Linked DNA regions of Mus musculus: region 1 is linked to region 2. The links are chromatin contacts, called in public Hi-C maps. All regions are on one chromosome and are shown on one strand. Each heading gives the region's core, a stretch centred on a gene start, on an enhancer-like site or on the middle of the called end of the contact. The rest is flanking DNA. Distances are from core to core; before and after follow the strand shown. Region 1 overlaps Rere (arginine glutamic acid dipeptide (RE) repeats). Region 2 has its middle 10 kb from the start of Car6.

The links. A called contact is a pair of places that touch in the nucleus more often than the background predicts.
Region 1: a Hi-C map of differentiating embryonic stem cells shows a contact between it and region 2, with 3 times the contacts expected there. The contact joins two enhancer-like sites. A contact is called at or near these places in 1 of 39 promoter capture datasets (stem cell-derived epiblast-like cells), 1 of 484 Hi-C or Micro-C datasets (differentiating embryonic stem cells) and 1 of 115 datasets of contacts at active chromatin or transcription factors (embryonic stem cells).

Annotation. Positions count from the first base shown.
Region 1 is chr4:150,343,672-150,350,133 of GRCm38.p6, forward strand. The region is part of intron 1 of Rere (arginine glutamic acid dipeptide (RE) repeats); the gene reads left to right. Among named protein-coding and RNA genes, the nearest start is that of Rere, 65 kb to the left of the region's middle. Within about 2 kb of position 3,835, at least 45 of the 459 cell types and tissues checked have an H3K27ac peak or open chromatin away from gene starts, as enhancers often do. A contact at or near this core is called in differentiating embryonic stem cells, where this site is marked.
Region 2 is chr4:150,208,176-150,214,575 of GRCm38.p6, forward strand. No RefSeq gene overlaps it. Among named protein-coding and RNA genes, the nearest start is that of Car6, 10 kb to the left of the region's middle. Within about 2 kb of position 4,641, at least 190 of the 459 cell types and tissues checked have an H3K27ac peak or open chromatin away from gene starts, as enhancers often do. A contact at or near this core is called in differentiating embryonic stem cells, where this site is marked.

The DNA.
Region 1 (6,462 bases), core at 2,585-5,084, 130 kb after region 2:
TGAGCTTTTGAACTAAGGCAGTAATTGTGTTAAAATGAACAGGAAGAGATCTTTGAGGTATGTGGTGAGAGAAGAATATTCAGGAGAGCCAGGAGCATGGGGACTCAGCTTCACATTTCCCCACAGAATGTCTTTTGACAAATAATTTCACTTTTGAGTTTTCATTGCCTAAAAATTAGTCAAGATAAATGATGGTGTTTTTCTTAAAGAAATGGTTTCAATTTTATATGAGATTCTATGTATCTGTGTAGTATAGTGTTGGTATATATGCTGTATATCTTGTCATCTCCAGTAACTTTTAGGAGGGGGGATAATAGTAACAACACAGTCAGATGAAGGACAAGGCCTGGTGGGCACATGCCTATAATATAAGTTTGGGGAAGGTTGAGGCTGGAGGATTGCTGTGAGCCAAGGCTAATCTGGGGTGTAAGAGGAATTCCAAGTCAGCTGGACTACATACACAGTGCGGGAACAGGTTGATGGCTAGATGTGTATGGAGTGTGGCTTGTGAGCTCTAGTGTGCTGTTGGCTAAGTGCTTTGAGCATAGGAAGAGTCCTGCATTAGAGAAGGTGATGATTTAGTCAGTCGTGTTCCCTCTCATTTTAATGACTTAATGGCACAGCCGAGGCTAGATAGTGAGACTCTTGTTTAAAAAGAAGGAGAAAAGGCTGAAAAAGCAAGCTGTAAAACTTACCGACTGTCTGAGTCAGGGTTTCTATTCCTGCACAAACATCTTGACCAAGAAGCATGCTTTATTGCGTGTATGCTGATGAGCAGTTTGAATGAAATGTCCACGCCAAAGTCTGTCCTTTCGTAGCTCATTTCGTGCACTTGGTGAAAGTCACTCTGTTCTCTTCCCACGTAGGACTGACTTGATAGCTAATAGCCAGTGTCTGCTTTGTTCCAGAAATCTTGCTAATTCTTTGGGATTTACTGTGGTGAAGAGACTTTGCTTGTCTGAAGCATATGAAGTGATACAGTTTTGGTAGCGTGTGGTGTTCTGAGGTTGTTAGGTGACTCACAGCAAGAGAGAACTAACTTGAGACCCAAAGGATGGTGGCTAATCTTTGTTGTCAAGTTGTGGAATCAACTGGGCTTAACTGTGAGGGATTTCCTTAATTGGATCATTTGAGGTAAGAAAACTCACCCTAACGCTTGACCATGCCTTCTGGCTGCTGCCCAATGCCACAGAAAGAAGATGGGAGAAGGAAGCTTTGCTTTTCCTGTGCTTGCCTTCACTCTCAGTGGCACTGTCTGTCCTGTTACTGGTCTGTCCTGCCGTCCCTTCTCTGTCCCCTCCCCTGCTAGAACCTACTTTTAGGAATTCTAGCATGCAGTGAAGACCAGCAGTTCTTTAGGAAACCCTCTGTAACTCTAGCATCAGACACTGAGAATGTTGAGGCATCCAGTCCTATGGAGTGAACAGTTACTGGATTCTTGTCCTTTGCTTCAGGAGATAGCATTGTTGTACCATCTAGACCACAGCCTTTTAATGTAAAAATTATATTCCTTCTGTTCCTTTTGAGAACCCTGACTGAAAAGTGGGTGTCACAGTGAGGAAAATGGAAGTCTGTTTTGGGCAGAGGGAACCCATGTGTGATGATGGTCCAGAGGCAGAACAGGATAAACAAGCAAAAGAGACATCATTGCACATGTCAAATTCAGAGCTCCTAATTTCTGGAGCAAAGATAAGGGAAGGGAGGGTCTGTGTAGGCATCTCTTTCTTTCTTTCTTTCTTTCTTTCTTTCTTTCTTTCTTTCTTTCTTTCTTTCTTAAGATTTATTTATTTTATGTATGTGAGCACACTGTTGCTATCTTCAGCCACTCCAGAAGAGGGCATCAGATTTGAAATAATATTTTTTCCCATTTTTTTTAATTTAAATTTTATTTTTTAAAGATTTGTTTGTTTTGCCGGGCGGTGGTGGCACACGCCTTTAATCTCAGCACTTGGGAGGCAGAGGCAGGCGGATCTCTGAGTTCGAGGCCACCCTGGTCTACAAAGTGAGTTCCAGGACAGCCAGGGCTACACAGAGAAACCCTGTCTTGAAGAACAAACAAACAAACAAAAAGATTTGTTTTATTTATATGACCACACTGTAGCTGTCTTCAGACACACCAGAAGAGGGCATCAGATCCCATTACAGATGTTTGTGAGCCACCATGTGGTTCCTGGGAATTGAACTCAGGACCAGGAAGAATAAATAGTCAGTGCTCTTTAACTACTGACCCATCACTTCAGCCCAGTAATAATTTTTAAAGAAGAAAAAGAAAACACTGGACTTGTCATTGAATCTCTTGAAAAGCCTAAGGTGAAGAGTCCTATTGAGTCTGTTACACTGTCAGGTCTTCCTGTGAGTCCACATCATTTCATCTCCAGTATTAGGATGTAGTGGAGATGGAGCTCATAAACACAGCATCCTCTAAGTGTCCGTCTGGAGAAGGCTGACGGGTGTGTCAGTGCTGGCTATAGGAGTATCCAGTCTCAATTCTGTCATTGTGGGAAAGCAGGCTTGTGTAGATAGGTTCATGTGTACAGCTTTACTTTACAAACCCAGGCCGTCGTCATTGCTGACCTGTAGCGCTCGCAGGCGTTTTGTCTTTCACACTCCCTCCCTCCCTCAGCTCATCTACTGCATTGCAGTGGAACCTCAGATTACTTTTTTTGTTTGTTTTTTGTTTTGTTAATCTTTTGAGATGGGGCTTCTCTGTATAGCCTTAGCTGTCTTGGAACTTGCTTTGTAGACCAGGTTGGCCTCAAACTGAGAACCCAGAGATCCACCTGCCTCTTCCTCCTCAGTACTGGGATTAAAGATTACCCACTTTCAAGATTACTTTTATTAGGTGATTTTCAAAAGTAAAAATGGACATTTAGGTATGAAGCATTAGTTTGGTTTCCTATTTCAATTTTTTTTTTTTGGAGTATTGAATATAAAGGTCTGGGCCCCTCAATGATTTCCCCATATTCACCTGAAAGATTTCTTTTGTGCACTGGCAAGAATTAGGATAGCTGTTCAGAAACAATAACACTGTCAGGAGCAGTGATGGTTCTCTTTAAATCTTTTTTTCTTTCTTTTTAGGAGGACGACAAATGTAGATTAAAACAAGCCCTGGTCACTCACTGTGACAAGCAAGGCCCCACCCACCCAGTACTGCCAGTGGTGCACATTAATGAATAACATTAATGAATAACTTTTGATTAGCTCTTCAGTATCAGGAATTGCAGCTTGTTTACTTCCTGTCCTTACCGTGTTGCTTATTGCGTGCTCAGGAAAAGTGGGCCTTGGAGTGTGTGCTTTGACACAGGTCTTAGTGGCCATGGCTTCTCATTAGCTCCTCAGGATCCCTTTGGAATCCTGGTTGCCTGGCAGGAGGAGAGGCAGGAGCTGTGAGGAGCTGCCTGGGCTGATGAGAGCTGGGGAAGGGGGAGGGGGAGAGGGAGGAAGGGGGGCTGGTTCCCTGGTGGGAGCGGTGGCTCTTTTGGCTGAGCTTGTGCTCCTGGCTCTGGGAGCTAATTAGTATATGCTCCAAGTGGTCTTTGTTTTATGGATAGCTTCAGTTTGAATTCTTTTAAAACTTTTTAAAAGAAATGCAAATTAGAAAATTCTGTTTTGGGTACAGTCCTTTCTCTTTTGGCAAGTATTTTTGACCTTTAATAATAGTAATTGAAATATTATAGGCTTTAATAACAACTACTACTAATCCACTAAAAAGGTCAGCCTACAATATTAGAATACTGAGCACTTGTGTAATTAGAAGAGTTTTATAATTAGTGTTTAATTATTTCAAGGCTAAGAACAGTATCAGAAGGAGACTCTAGAGGGCAGTGCAGCTCAGCGTATTCGTCCTCTTGCCTCTTAAGTTTTCATTTGGAAAAACAATCCAGGTATTTGCTTTGGGATCTTCCCACATGGTTTTCCAGGTTTTTGGAAATGTAAGTTTTGGAAAGAAGTGATCTGGTTTGTCTTAAAAAGTTTGTTAGATAATACATCATAATGATTTGACCTTAGAGAATGACTTTGCCTGGTATAAACACACTGCCATATAAAAGCTGGGATTTTTATTGACTCGCTCAGTTGAACTGAATTTGCTTTTTGGGCATTTGTGGAACAAATGCAAAAGGAAGGGAATAGCTGGTGTTTGCAAGCCTTTCTTAGGTAGGAACTAGGCATACCCTCTGCTAGAAACTGACATTTTCAACAACTGAGTGGAAATTGTAAATGCCCAATGGATTGATGTCTTCCAGTGCCAAATGTTCCAGAGTTCCTTAGGTATTATGTGCACTACATTCAGCAGTATTTCAAAGGTATTAAACCAATCACTTCCTCTTTAATTTATTTACCTTTAGGGGTTAAACTAATGGTCTCATATATTGGCATAGGCAGGTCTTGGACTTAGAATTCTTTTTTCCTTAGCCTCCTGTATACCTGCAATTACATGTATGTGCCAATAGGCCTGATCTTTCCCTCAGAGTCTTAAAGGTGTGTGGTGTGTATATTCCAGGGAATTCTAGTCCATGCATCATTGTTGTTATTACTGTTTTCTTCCTCTTCTCCCCCTCCCCTCCCCTCCCTTTCCCCCTCCCCCTCATCCCCCCTTCGTCCCCCCCCCCCTTCTTCTTTGGATTGAACTTAGAGCCTTGCACAGCATATAAGGCAAGTGTTTTAAGCATTGAAGTATGTCTTTAGCCATTTATAAATTTTATTTCGGGATAGAGTTTTGTTAAACTGTTCACTTTGATCTTTGCATGCAGTCTAGGCTGTCTTCAAACTTGTGTTCCTGCTCCCTCATGTACTTTTGAGTCATCTGAGTAAGCCATCAAGTCTGTCTGGAAAGAACTGTTTTCAAGTCTAAATGAGCCTTTAAAAATTATTATATACATTTATTTATTTAGAAAATACACATAAACACAGAGAGAGAGAGAGAGAGAGAGAGAGAGGATGATTTGTTTTTTTTCCTTAAAAAAAATGGTTGTAACTCTTTTAGGTCAAAGCTCTGTTCAGTCTAATAACAAGCCTAACCACAGGTAGAAAATGATGGCAGTCAAAAGACAGCTGGTGGGAGTCAATTCTCTCCTTATCCCATGTGTCCCAAGGGATCTACCTTAGGTCATCAGGTTTGGTGGCAAGTGCATTTACCATCATTCCAGCCTCTAAATGAGTTTTTGTCTGTGTGTGTGTGTGTGTGTGTGTGTGTGTGTATGCAGCATGTATATGGAGGCCGGAAGAGAGTGTTGCCTCCCTTGCAGCTGTTGTTGCAGGCTCTTGTGATCTGCCTTGACATAGGTGCTTAGAACCAAATTTAGGTCTTTTAGAAGAGCAGAAATTACTTTAATCAGTGGCCCAGCTCTCTAGCCCCATATGCTTTAGTTTTTTGTGATAGAATTTTACATAGCTCTGGCTGGCTTTGAACTCTTGATTCTTCTGTCTCGATTCTCTTACGTGCTGGGATTGTTGACTTGTGCCATCAGGACTGGCTAAAACAAAGCTATTCAGTTGCATTTATTAGCTGTATCGAATTCCAGTTTATCACTCTTGCTGGGAAGCCTGCCTGTTAAAGCACACTAATATCTGCAGATTCCTGTACAAGCACAGGCAGGGCAGATGAGCAGACTGAGAGGCCGCTTAGGGGCTCCACAGGGAGCTCAGCTGAGTGCCTGTGCCCCTGCCTGTCACCCAGTCCCTGTGGTTAAATTAAATTGTTGTTGGACCTATAACAGGTACAGCCATTTCTTTGGAAAGAAACCGATTAAGAGTTCAAATGATAATCCTATGTGGGGCTGGTGTTACGAGCTCTGGCTGCTCTTCTGAAGGACCCACATGGCAGCTCACAAGTGTCTGAGGCTCCAGTTCCAGTGGACTTGTCACCTTCACACAGACACACATGCAGGCAAGGAATAATAATAATAATAATAATAATAATAATAATAATAATAATAATAATAATAACAACCCAGTAAATTTTGTTTTAAAACGGCCATCCTGTGCATTAGCTTTGGTTATGGGCATTAGCTCACAGCTTCCGGACGCTGTCCAGGTCAGCCCGCTTCTGGTCTTTTCCCACACCGTAAGCACAGGAAGCACATAAGGTAACTGTCCGTTACTCCTCCTCCTCCTCCTCCTCCTCCTCCTCCTCCTCCTCCTCCTCCTCCTCCTCCTCCCTCTCCACACTTCCTCCTCTCTTGGTGAGGGCCTCATGCCCCTTGACCCTTCTCTATTCACTTTTTCTTAGAAGGGGTGAAAAGGGAAGTTGATTGAAGGCTTTTACAGAAAGGAAGTTGAGTAGTCATTATATAATGTCTACAAATAGAAAGCCTTTCATGAAAGGGACATAGAGTAAATATTTTGGGCTTTGCTGGCTCTGTTGTATACATTCCACTTTCCAATTCCACGCTGCCTCTTTGTTTTTCATGAGAGGATTTCTCTGTATAACAGCACTGGGTGTCCTAGAACTCACTTTGTAGT
Region 2 (6,400 bases), core at 3,391-5,890:
AAGCAACTTGGAGAGAAAAGAGTTAATCTGCCTTTAAAGGTTCCAGTTCTTCATGAAGGGCGGGAGCTCAGGGCAAAAACCTGGAGGCAAGAACTGGGCAGCTGGCTTTTTGGCTTGCTGTTTTAGACAAGATGGATTGTGGGTAAAGACACTTGTCCTGAGTTTAATCTCCAGAACTCACATGAAGGAGGAAAAGAACAGACTCTCACACGTTGTCCTCCGATATCTACACGTGCTGGGTGACACATGCTCACCCACATCACACTGCACACACACACACAAGACTAGAACTTTTAATATTAGAAAAATTGAATTGGAAAAAAATATAAATATATTCTCATGAGTAAAAAAAAACCAAACCCAGGATGTATTGGTGTCAAGTATTTCCAAAGACTGAAAAAAACAAACAAACAAACAAAATAAAACCATCGGCTAGACAGGGCTAGGTAAACCACAGCATGAGGGCCACACTGGACAGCCTGCTCTTTACGTATCGTCTGTGGCTTGCTCTGCAGAACTTCCCTGAGGCATTCACAAGGGAGAGAGCACCTCAGAACCCACATGTTTACCAACATGACCTTGTCTAGAGAAGCTAACCAGCCTGTTTTATGAAGCCAACACATCTTAGATGTTCAAATCTAACAAGGATAAAAACCAAAAACTGTTAGCAAGTAGTTATAAGTGAGCTTAGATATTTAAAAATTCAAAACAAGCCATGAACGAATGGATGAAAGGATGGGTGGGTGGGTGGATGGATGGACGGACAGATGAGTGATTGTTCAACCTTCCTAGCACTTTCCAAACTGGCTTTGAATTTGAGATCCTTCTGTCTCAGTCTCCCAAGTGCTAGGATTACTGGCCTTTTTCACCCTAGACTGAACTAAAAATGTTTTCTAAAAGGCCTTGGGAGCTAGAGAGATGGCCCAGTGGTTAAGAACACTAACTGCTCTTCCCAAAGTCTTGAGTTCAATTCCCACCAACCACATAGTAGCTCACAACCATCTGTAATGGGATCCGATGTCCTCTTCTGGTGTGTCTGAAGACAGCAACAATGTATTCACATCCATAAAATAAATAAATGAAATCTTTAAAAAAAAAGAAAAAAAAGACTTATTGTTGTATGTTTCTATGTGAATATATGCCATGGTGGGGGTGCTGTGTGTCTTGGAGCCCAGAAGAAGCTGGAGTTCCGGGCAGCTGTGAGCTGCCTGTCCCGGAGGAATCAAACTAAGGCCCTTAGCAAGAGAAGCTAAGCCTTTAAATACTAAGCCATCTCTCTAGCCCAATCAAATTAAGAAAAAGTTAGCGAGGCCAGATAGCTGTGTTGGCACAAGACTGTCCTCTAAGCTACTGGGTAGCCGAGGAGAGAGGATGGCTTGAGTCCAGGGGGTTGCTACCAGCCTGAAAAACACCAGCTCAAAATAAAGTAAAAATTACAATAAAGGCTAATGATGTTATTGTCACAGAAGTCCCAGCTTGCATTCAGCCCTCCCCGAACCGTCCTCAGCAAGGATGGAGCCAGGGGTACTTTTATGGGTGCCAGATCCAGCTGTGGCCCTGAGTCCTATCATCACAGAAAGGTAAAAAGGACCTTAGTCTCAGGATGGTAACAAGGTCATTATTCTCCTGTCAAATTAAGGACCAGATGGGAAATAAGATAATGATAATGGGCTAGTAATTAGTTATTTTTGAGCAACAATGTTACAGATAGCCCAGCGTGACCTTGAACTTCTGACCCTCAGGCCTCCAGTTCTAAGTGCTGGGATTCCAGACATGCTCACTGTGCCTGGATTTTGCAGTGCTGGAGTGAATTCCTGGCTTCACTGATGCTGGGCAAGCAACCTACTGAGCACCTATTTTAATTCTCCAGGCAGTGGTGGCGCACGCCTTTAATCCCATCACTTGGATGGCAGAGGCAGGCGGATTTCTGAGTTCGAGGCCAGCCTGGTCTACAGAATGAGTTCCAGGACAGTCAGGACTATACAGAGAAACCCTGTCTCAAAAAACCAAAAAATAATAAATAAATAAATAAATAAATAAATAAATAAAAAATAAAAAATAAAAAAATTCTCAAGGTGGCTGAAGCTGCCTGAGACCAAAGCTGCTAGCCTTTCCCCTTTCATGGTCAAAACCACTTTATCTTAGATTTTTGTTTTCCCACCTAGCAACGTTCTCCTGAGCTATCCGGGGGAACATAAGGAGATCTACCGCTCAATGTCATGCTTCCAAAGAAAACGGCTTCTGACAGGCCCATCACTCCTCAGTGACCTCTGCAGAGACAAGAAGAGCCACCGCCAGATGGCATGAAGCCTCCTCCCTTAAGGCAGTGACTCTGTCCCAAGGGTAGTTTGTACACCCATGACATCCAGTGAGTGGTCAGAGGGCACATGTGCAGAAAGAAACAACTATTTCTGCACACGTTTTTTCATTTTCATGCAAGACCCAGGGTGTGCCTACAGACACCCGGTCTCTAGAGGGCTGAAGGATGACGGGCAGATTGAGGGTGCCCCAAGGAGAAAGGGCACCCAACCTACTGTGCACCTATTTTAAGAGTGGCTTTATAAACCCCCAGATGACCTTGGGGGCTGGCTATCTCATGAGTGCACAGATGTCTAGAAGAAGGTGTTTGGAAATGTAAGAACTTGGCATTCCAGCCAATTAGTTACCCATATGGTAGAGAAAGCAATTTTTAAAAAATTGTGTGATTGGGGCTGGGGGAGTGGTTCAGTGGGCTGAGCATAACAGTGGCTGTGGGCTCTGTTCATCTAGTACCTGCCCCAATTTGTTATATTGAGGTGAAATTTGCATTGTGTAATATAACATTAACATTTATTTATTTATTTATTTATTTATTTATTTATTTTGACTGTTTGTCTTTTTTTGATGGTACTGGAGACAGAAGTTGGCGTGGAGAGTCTGCCCTTGCCGTGGTGTGTGTGGAGGTCAGAGGACAACTTTGTGGCGTCAGGACTTTCCACCTTTATGTGGGTTCCAGGAGGGAAGAAATCAGGTTGTCAGGCTTGTGTGACAAGTACCTTTACCTGAAGAGGCCTCCTCTTGTTTTTGAAACAGGATCTTTCAGTGTAACTCAAACTGGCTTTGAACTCACTATGTATCACAGACTGGGTCCAAACTCATAATCCTCCTGCCTCAGGCTCCAGAGGACAGGGATCAGGGCACGTGTACCACACTAGGCTGGCATAAACCCTCTTAGAGTACAGCTCAGAGGCTGAGGGTGAGGCTCAGTTGGTAGAGCTCTTGCCTGGCGTACAAGAACCTTGGGTCAGATCCCTGGCACTTCGTAAATTCTGTGTGGTGGTGCACACTTGTAACCTCAGCATGAGGGAGGCAGATGTAAAAGGATCAGGAGTTCAAAGGCATCCTCAGAAATATGGTTAAGTTTGGGGCCAGCCTGGTCTCTAATAAACAGAGAGTAGAATTCAGAGGGGGAATGCGGGTGGCACCACACACTCCCGCTATGCTGCAGACAAAGCAGACCTCCTGCTAACCTCAGCTTCTCTTCCTTCCTGACTTCCCCTCTATTCAGACACTTGTTTTAGCAATAACTCAGGACTTGGCATCTACTCTGCTTTTGGAAACCCAAATTAAGAAAATAACATTGGGGGCTGGTGAGATGGTGCAGTGGGTAAGAGCACCCTTCTGCTCTTCCGAAGGTCCGGAGTTCAAATCCCAGCAACCACATGGTGGCTCACAACCATCCATAAAGAGATCTGACTCCCTCTTCTGGAGTGTCTGAAGACAGCTACAGTGTACTTACATATAATCAATAAATAAATCTTTAAAAAGAAAATAACATTGAGTGCCGGAGAGATGGTTTAGAGGCTAAGAGCACTCAACTGCTCTTGCTGAGAGACCCAGGTTTTGTTCCCAGCAAGCACATGGTAGCTCACAACCATCTGAAACTCCAGTGACGCCCTCTTCTGACCTCCCCGGGCACTGAATACATACTGTGCACACGAATACACGTGGGTATTCACACATAAACAGCAAATAAAATTGGGTAAATATTTTTTAGAACATGTCATTGGTTGGGTATGGTGGTGTAAACCTTTAATCCCAGAACTCAGCTTGTAGCAGTAGATTGCTAATTCTCTCTATATTTCCCCGTAGGTGCATGCGCCTCCTCTACACCTGCCCAAATGTTTTGGAGTTCCCCCCCCCAAAAGATACACACACACACACACACACACACACACACACACACACACACACGGCCCCATCTTTAATATGCCTTAAGCAGCACAATAGCTGGGCACTTTCAAACCTCCCCGAGGCTAGCACTCTCCCCACCGATTTTCCTGAGCTAATACTTTCTAAAGTCTATATTTCATCTCTGCTATCCCAGACCCAATTGGGGAAGTGGCCCATGGGGCCTCTACTCTGACATGGCTGGGTGCTTTCCTTCTTGCTCCCTCACGCGTGATCTCTCTGCTTCCTGGTCAAGGCGATTTGGCTTGCCTCACCCCTCACCCCCCTCCCCGGCCTCACGCCCCCACCCCCGCCCCCGCGTTTCTTGCTCCAGAATCCTAAAAGTCCCGCCTCTGTCTCTCTGCCCAGCTATTGGCCGCTGGCAAATTTATTTCCCAATCAGAGCCAACTGTGGGCAGGGACGCTCACTCAGCTCAGACGTACTAGTTCCCGTGTGATTTCGAGCCAAAGTAACACAAATAGCATTAGAACCAATCCACAACACTCAGAAGAGGCAGGCAGACCTCTGCGAGTTCCAGACCAGCCAATGCTGCCTAATAAATCCCTGTCTCATTGAAGGAGGAAGACGACGAGGGATCTACCACCTTTATGTATGCAGTGTGATCTGGGTCAGGGCACAGCCTGATACCCACAGTTTACTGATCCTTCATGTTTTATGTGCATGGAATCACACATCAGCAGCCTTCATGCCTGGCTTCTAACTGCACTCTGTCGTGTGTCCACACTTCATTGTTTGATGACAGGGTAATGTGCTGTGATGTATATTATATATACATATTGTTAATGTCCAGGAGTTGCCCCTCAAACCACCTGAACACCGATCTCAGTTAAGCAGGGGTGGTTTATTGAATGCATAGCTCAAGACTGATTGACCAGGCCAACAGCTCAAAGCTCCAAGCTGGACATTTCTCAGGGCCAGCTTATAAAGGCTAAAAACCCGAAACCACAATGAGCTCATGCGCAGTCACTGCCCAATGAGCCGCCCTGACTCAAGCCATTTTAGACATAACCGTTCATACTGACGTTTAACTTGATGGGTCGTACATGAAGCTTATAATGGTGGAATTTCTTAAGATTGACGAACTTCATAACATATGTTACAGGGTATGTGGCCAGCACGACCCTGCTCTGAGTCAAGTTATTTTTTTTGTGTGTGCGTGTGACTGGCAGGCATATTTCAGCAACAATGTAAAATAGCTGGCAGGCATGGAGAAAGGTCAGCTGGGTGCTTTCTCTGCCTCTCAAAACTAACATCTGGCTCCTGAGTCTTCACTGGTAACATCCAAAGATTGAGCTTTTGTTTAAAAACAAAAACAAACAAACAAACAAAACAGTGCAGCTGGAGAGATGGCTCAGCAGTTAAGAGAACTGGCTGCTCTTCCAGAGGTCCTGAATTCAGTCCCCAACAACCACATGATGGCTCACAACCATCTGTCATGGGATCTGATGCCGTCTTCTGGTGTGTCTGAAGACAGCGACAGTGTACTCACATACATAAAATAAATAAATAACTTTTTAAAAAACAACAGCAGTGGATCCTCTGGAAAAGCAGCCAGTGCTCTTAACTAAGAACATGAAAACTTCTGTAACTTTGTAACTTTTTTTCTTGTTACATTTTATTTGTGTGTGTGTGTCATATGTATGCACACATGGAGGTCAGAAGACAGCGTTTTTCTCCTTCCACTTTGTGAGTACCGGGAATAGACAGCAGGTGGCGTTGCTCACAGGCCTGCCTCTCCCTGTTTTGATGTCCGTTTTCTCTTCTTTGGGGTACTTGTCCCCAAATTGAATCTCTGGATCCCATGAAAACTCTGTTTAACTCCCCCCCAACACACACACACACACACACAAACTGTTGATTTCCTTTTTTAGGGGGTCTCACTATGTAGATCAGGCCGGTCTCAGACTCACAGAGATACATACATGTTCCTCTGCCTCCTCTGTAGGGATCAGTGGCGGGGGTCACCATGGATGGCCCATTGATAGATTTTTGACTTGAAGTTAGCCTCCTCCTCTCTGCCCCCGTTTTGGACGTTTTCCTGCCTTTCTATTGATGCCCTTAATGTTGACAGGAAACATATTTTGTTTAGACCAAGACTCTGTTCCCAAATGATTTAGCCTTTTGTTCTGTTTAGACTTTTTTTGTTGTTTTCTTTCATTTTTTCCTCTT